2 separate regions of the Mus musculus genome follow, and region 2 is linked to region 1. The links are chromatin contacts, called in public Hi-C maps. All regions are on one chromosome and are shown on one strand. The core of a region is the stretch at or near the end of the contact, and the rest is flanking DNA. Distances in the headings are between cores, read along the strand shown.

Region 1 (3,197 bases), core at 291-2,790:
AGAATATAGCAAGTTGTAATTCAGGGTTATTGATGGGGAAGTAGATTCTAATAGCTGCCCAGCTCTAGTGCTGATTAAGGCTTATTATAAACATAAAGGTTGTGTGTCTTTTATCTGAAAACTGAATGATCAAAGGTGTGGTAGAAACCCCCAAATTGAGATTAAATATTTCCTACTACAATTCTTTTTATGGCTGAATCTGTAGCACGTGGTATTTAGGCAGTCATCTTTGATAGGCATATAAGTTGTTTTCTTCTTGGGTAGGGTTATAAACAGTGCTGATATAAACATTTACAAACAAATTCAATGCATATGTATTTCTGTGGCATGTCTGGGTACCCTAGTTGATGTTCCTATTGCTGTGGTAAACATCATGACCAAAAGCAACTTGGGAAGGAAGAAAAGGGCTTATTTTATCTCACAACTCTCTCACTCTCCATCACGGAGGAAGTTTGGGTGGGAATCTGGAAGGAGGGACGGAAGCAGAGGCCTCAGAAAAATGTTCCTACTGGTAAGCCCTTGTGGTTTTGCTCCGTTTGCTTTCATAGACACTCCAGGGCCCTCCCATATCAATTACTGACTTGTCTGCCTGTGGGCCAATTTGATGGACACACTTTCCCAACTGAAGTCCCGTTTACCCAGAAGGCCCTGGCCCATGTCAAGTTGACAGAAACCTAACATTTTACAAAACAGGCAGCCTTCTGTCTGAGCCTTTTGTTTGTCTGATTCGCTTTGCTTGTTTTAGTTTGGCCGTTGTTGACATTGTTGTTTTGAGACAAGGCATCACTGTGTATTCCAAGCTGACCTCACACTATGGCAATCGTCCCGTCTCACCATCCTAAGCACTGGGGTTGTAAGCACGAGCCACCACACCCGGATCAAAAGTTTTCATTTCTCCAAATCCCCTGTGACTCGTGGAACCTTCTGCCTTTAACAGGCTGGGCGCAAGGTGAAACCCGGTATCTTTCCCACGAGTTTGTTGACGACTTGGATAACTTTCTGAGTATGCATCTGCTCCGATCCTTTGCTTTTTTATGATTGATTTACTTGTTTTTACTACATTTTTACTTACAGTGTTCTAATTGACAAATCATAAACTTGAAATGCATGGAGAACAATGTGGCATTTGATGTGTGTACACAGTGCAGAGTAATTAAATCAAGCATCATCAATGTGTCCATCATCTTCCTTGACATTTGTTGGGTGATACACTGGAGTTTTGCTGTCCATCATCTTGACTGTAGTCACTTGACAGTGCTACACATCTCAAAGCTCTTCTTTCCTTCCGCCTTCCTTCAGACCTTCTCTCTGGTAACTTGCAGACCACCCTCCTCCCCATCCCAGCCTCTGCTAACCCCATTCAGCTCCTAGGGAATCAATTTTTCTTGCATATCATGACATCACAAAGTCTCTGCCCGCCTGTGTGTGGGCTTACTTCACTTTGGTGCGTATTCTGTAGAAGATGGCTGCAGAGCAGTGCCCTGAGTATCCTCTGCCACAGAGAACAAGGAAGTGTCAGGAATAATGAACAGCTTGATTCTGACAGGCAGCTGAGACCCAAGAACAAAGCAAATTGCAACTGAAGCCCCAGCTTCCTGAGCTGCTGATGACAGGATGGGTCCAGCTGGCCAAAGAGAAGCTAGAAAATACCAGGCATCTCCAGCAGAGCAGTAGACTGGCCATCCCAACTAGAGATGTCCACAGACTCCCACAAGCTTTAAATCCGCTCTGCTAGCTGGTTAGAGTTGAAGTGACAGCCCTGCTACAGAAAAGGAACTCAGGCTGAGCCCTCTCAATGCCCCCAGAAGCCCAGTTGCTATTAATACAACTGCCACCTCTTTGTCACCCTGACACAGAGGGGAGGCTAATAGATTCGTCAAGGACACTATCAGAAGCCTCAGGCCTGAGAATGGAAGGCTAGCCACTCAACACCCAGCAGCAAGACCAGCAGCTGCCACAGGCATAAACCTGCTCCATGGGAAATCCAAATCCTGTCCCTTGGGAGCATCCAGGGGTCTCATCTGTATCCTAAACCCCCAAGGCACGGCTGTCAGCATCACACTTGTTGTGCTTCAAGAAAAGGGTTTCTCCGCAGCCCAGACTTGTCACTGATGCTACGCTATCACTCACACTCACCCCATGAGATCGAGGGAAGGTCACATCCATGTTCTGCATCTCCAGTACTATGGTACCAACAACCACACTACCTGGTAGCATTAATATTTCCTCTGTCCATTCTCTGAAGCTCTACACCAAGGGATACCAAAGCCACAAGCCATCCATGCATGTCCCCACAATGTAGATAAGTTGTCTGTCTTCTAAAGCCTATACCTCGAGGAATGTAAACAACCAAGCAGCAAGCCCAAAAATGTCTCAGGGGTAGATCTCTGCAGACCCTTAGCACTGAGACCACGGTCATGGCCACAAAAGGCCCTGCCATATCCTATACAAATAAAACTGTAAAAGCTTTTGCCAAAAGTACTGAAGTACTTTTGAAGCACAAAAGTAATACATGAACTCACCGAGACTGCAACAGCACATGTAAGACCAACCCAGGTTCAAACCAAAGAAAATTCCAGAATTAAGGAGAGAAAATAAACACAAAGTTCTACCCATAACCAAGGAGAAATTTACAACAGTTGATACCTTCTGGGCAAAGGACTACTAGTTTTCACCAACGGGATAGCAACCACTATCCAGGGCAAGCTGGGGGCTCAAGGGTAGCTGGTCAATGCACACACATACACAAACACACACACACACACAAATGGATTCTCTGTTTTGTTTTGTCTTATTGATTTTTCTGCTAGTTTGTTTTGATTTTATAATTTATTTTTGTTTTGAAAAAGAAAGAGAGAGAAAGAACATCAAGTTGTATGGGTTGGGATGTAGAAAGGATATGAGAGGAATTGGGGGAGGACCAGGAATATGATCAAACATGTTATATGAAAAAAATAAAGAAAAAGAAACAGAAAAATAAGGACACTGAATTCCTGCTGTTGCGGAAGGCTCAGGGTCCCTGTGCTCACACATAAGCACCAGGGATACCAGGAACATTACACACACAGACTTGTTTCTTCACTGGGCTGGGATATATAACCACCATCATGGTGGTTAATACTCTGGTTGTCTGTAGGGCCACACCCTAATCCCACAGACTATTATATTTAACCCAGACCTTTCCTCTCTAGGTCTTT
Region 2 (3,197 bases), core at 254-2,753, 150 kb before region 1:
ATGAGCCATATAGAAAGTATTTCAATCTTTGTGAACCATGAAGTTTCCTTCCTAGCATCTCTAGCTCTGTGGAATGGGAATAGCCATGGACAGCCCAAAGACAAATGGACATGGCTGGGTGCCAATAAAACTTTATTTACAAAAGCTGGCAGCTGGCTCATTGGCCATCATTGTCAACCTCTCTTTTGAAAGTATAACAGGGTGTTATTGGTCACTATCCCATAGGTCAGATGGATTGTTCTGTGTACGCGGCCAGGTTTAGCTGATCTCAGCTTGGCTCTTTCATGCACCTGCCATCAGCTGGCAGGTTAACAAGGAGCTGGCTGGCCTCCGTGGCCTCCCTTACATCTGCTGTCTTCCTGGCTGCCAGCTGGAGTGATAGAGGTGGCAGGGCCACACATCTCTCATCATCCATCAGGCCCATCCAGGGTTGTTCACTGAGTAGTGGCACAGATCCAAAAGAATAAGCAAAACTACGGAGACCTTTGAGGACTCTAGCAGAATGGGCACATCCTCCCTCTGGTCCATTCGGTTGACCAAAGTTTTGTCACAAGATCAGTACATAGTTAGTGTATGGAGAACGATACTTATCCCTTTGGTGAGAAAAGGACAGTCACCACTCAAAGGGTGGGGACATAGGAAGGAGACCGTGATTACAAGTCATTGAGCTAGGATTCCAATTGGGAATTGTTCTTCTTCCTTCCTTTATTTCTTCCTTCCTTCCTTCCTTCCTTCCTTCCTTTCTTTCTTTCTTTCTTTCTTTCTTTCTTTCTTTCTTTCTTTCTTTCTTTCTTTCTTTCTTTCTTCCTTCCTTCCTTCCTTCCTTCCTTCCTTCCTTCCTTCCTTTCTTTCTTTCTTTCTTTCTTTCTTTCTTTCTTTCTTTCTTTCTTTCTTTCTTTCTTTCTTTCTTTCTTTCCTTCTTCCTTTCTCTCCTTACTTACATGCTAAGGGTCAAACTTTGGGCATCTTTGCTAAACAAACTGCCTATAACTGAACTCTATCCCAGTCCTGTCTTTTGTTCTATTAATGAGAGAAATTAGAGAAAGGGTTGATGGAACCAATTTATTACTGTTTGCTAGGATATCCCTGAACAATGAAAAGTATCTTATTAACTATGCAACAATGGGTGACACTTTTCCTGGCCCTCTTCAGTCTATGAGGGACCAATGGGGTCTCCTGGCTCTGTTACAAGAATGTCTCCTCCACAGCCAGTCCTGCCAGATATCCTTCCAATGCTCACCTCCATTAAGGTACAGCCGGGAAGAGAAGTACTTATCAAGCACTTGGGTCACCAAAGCAGCACCATCTACCCAGGAATCCTCTCCTTGTCCTGCTCTAAGAATCTTAATTCCTAACTTAGCATATCTTAAAGCTAAAATGTCTCCAGACATCTGCAGCCCTTGGTCGCATGCCATAAATATGGTGTGGCCTGGTGATAATGGGTCCAGGGAGAATGGCTCTGACCCAAGCATTGGAGCAAAAATCTTGCTGTAAACACTTAGAGGGAGGCGGCTACAGGCTACAAATTACTCACCAGCTGCCACAGTTACAGGCAGTATCCCACTCATCACTTCCGAGTCCAGAGGGACTTACGAAGATGTCTGGGCCAAAACCTTCCTGTTCTCAACTGTTGCGGTGCTGGAAAACCAGTCGGAATGTCTTCCCGCCCTGATGTATTAGCGTCTCACAATGATACAGCCCTGTCTCCAGTTCAGTCTCCTATTTGCAGTTTAATAGCTTACAAAAATAAGATTTCCATCCCGCATCTCCCAATAGATAGGACTGACTCGGGCCAGAGCATATGTTACAAGGAGCTCATCGCTAACTGCACAAACTTAACTACAACCTGTCCTAGAATCTGCTTTCTATCAAACTTGGCTGTGTTTCATTAAGCTTGTAAGTTGTTGTTCTAATATTTTGCTCATGTTCCATGGGGGTGGGGAAGAAAAAAAAGAGACTCTAAAATGTCTTCATGGTTGATTCAGAAACCTGCATTACACTTCTTCTACTCCTTCACAACTTAAAACCTTCAGAAGCCAACTCTGGATTCAAGGCATTAAAGGCACTCCTGAGCATACCTGAAGTTGACTCTCTAAAGCCCTGTCAAGAAACTGAGCTGGGGCTCTAAAGTACAAAAGCACTAGAGATAACGCTTCCCTAATTCACGTCTATGCTCATGACTCCCCATAAGTCAATACTGCACTAAGAAGAGACCTTTCTCCACCGCCCACACAGACATTTCTGGAGGCCACCTTCCCTTGCTCCTCCATGCGTGATCCTCTTATCTCCACAGTCCTATGGGTACGCTCATGTATCTTATAACAAACGTCTACCGTCATCTTTGCATTATATAACCTTGTGTTTCCCAGGCCAAATATTACTTCTTAATCTTTATCTTTGATTCACCTATTATGAATGAAATTAGTACCTACCAGGTTTCAGCACTATTTATACATGTGTTATACCATGTCCCCCTTTCTCCACAGGAAGCCAAGTTTCCCCAACTTAAGGAATATCTTTAACATATTTTGCTTTTACCATTTCATTTTCTAGGGCAAGATCTATGAAGGACCCCTGTCATTCCCAATGTTTTCTGTTGACATAGCAGCAGCTGTACCAAACACGGGCCTAAGAGTCTCAGAAGAAAGTGGAGCCCACGTGTCTACAGCCGTGTGGGAGGTGTAAAAGCAAAATTGTTAATAATCTCCCCAGGGTTTCAGCTCTTGTCCTGTTGCTGTTGTGATTTCCTCGTGGTAAAGAATTTTAGTTCAGGTTTCAAAGCATGAAGTAAATAGCCAGGTGCATTAAGTCATCCCATCACTGTCTGGTCGTGTCACTAGCTCTGCAGGTTTCTGTCACACAAAACCTGGTTACAAGAGGACAACAGGACATGTGCCCAAGTGAGACAACATTGCCACATGTAGCTGGGACATACCTTCTTGATCCAAAAGATCAAACACAACAAATGTTCTCTTACACCTACCTGGCTTTTCCATTGTATGATAAACATCTTTCTTTGACAGTTGTTTTTGGTGGTCACCATGATACTTAAGAATGACCCCAGCTATATCCCTTCCCTGAGAAAGCTTCACCCACTCTCTTCTTTGGCCAGAAAGATCTCTGCTGCCTATGTTATGACAACACTAACATCTAAACTCACACAAGGTTCTGTTTATTTTACCTCTGAAGTACACATA

The links. Hi-C and Micro-C count contacts between places; a contact is called where the count stands out from the background.
Region 2: a contact with region 1 is called in a Hi-C map of cerebellum, with 1.6 times the contacts expected there. The contact joins two enhancer-like sites. A contact is called at or near these places in 1 of 15 datasets of contacts at CTCF or cohesin (large pre-B cells) and 2 of 484 Hi-C or Micro-C datasets (cerebellum and uterus).

Annotation. Positions count from the first base shown.
Region 1 is chr6:143,366,389-143,369,585 of GRCm38.p6, reverse strand. No RefSeq gene overlaps it. Among named protein-coding and RNA genes, the nearest start is that of Gm31427, 85 kb to the left of the region's middle. Within about 2 kb of position 1,540, at least 17 of the 459 cell types and tissues checked have an H3K27ac peak or open chromatin away from gene starts, as enhancers often do. A contact at or near this core is called in cerebellum, where this site is marked.
Region 2 is chr6:143,517,002-143,520,198 of GRCm38.p6, reverse strand. No RefSeq gene overlaps it. Among named protein-coding and RNA genes, the nearest start is that of 4930579D09Rik, 17 kb to the left of the region's middle. Within about 2 kb of position 1,503, at least 3 of the 459 cell types and tissues checked have an H3K27ac peak or open chromatin away from gene starts, as enhancers often do. A contact at or near this core is called in cerebellum, where this site is marked.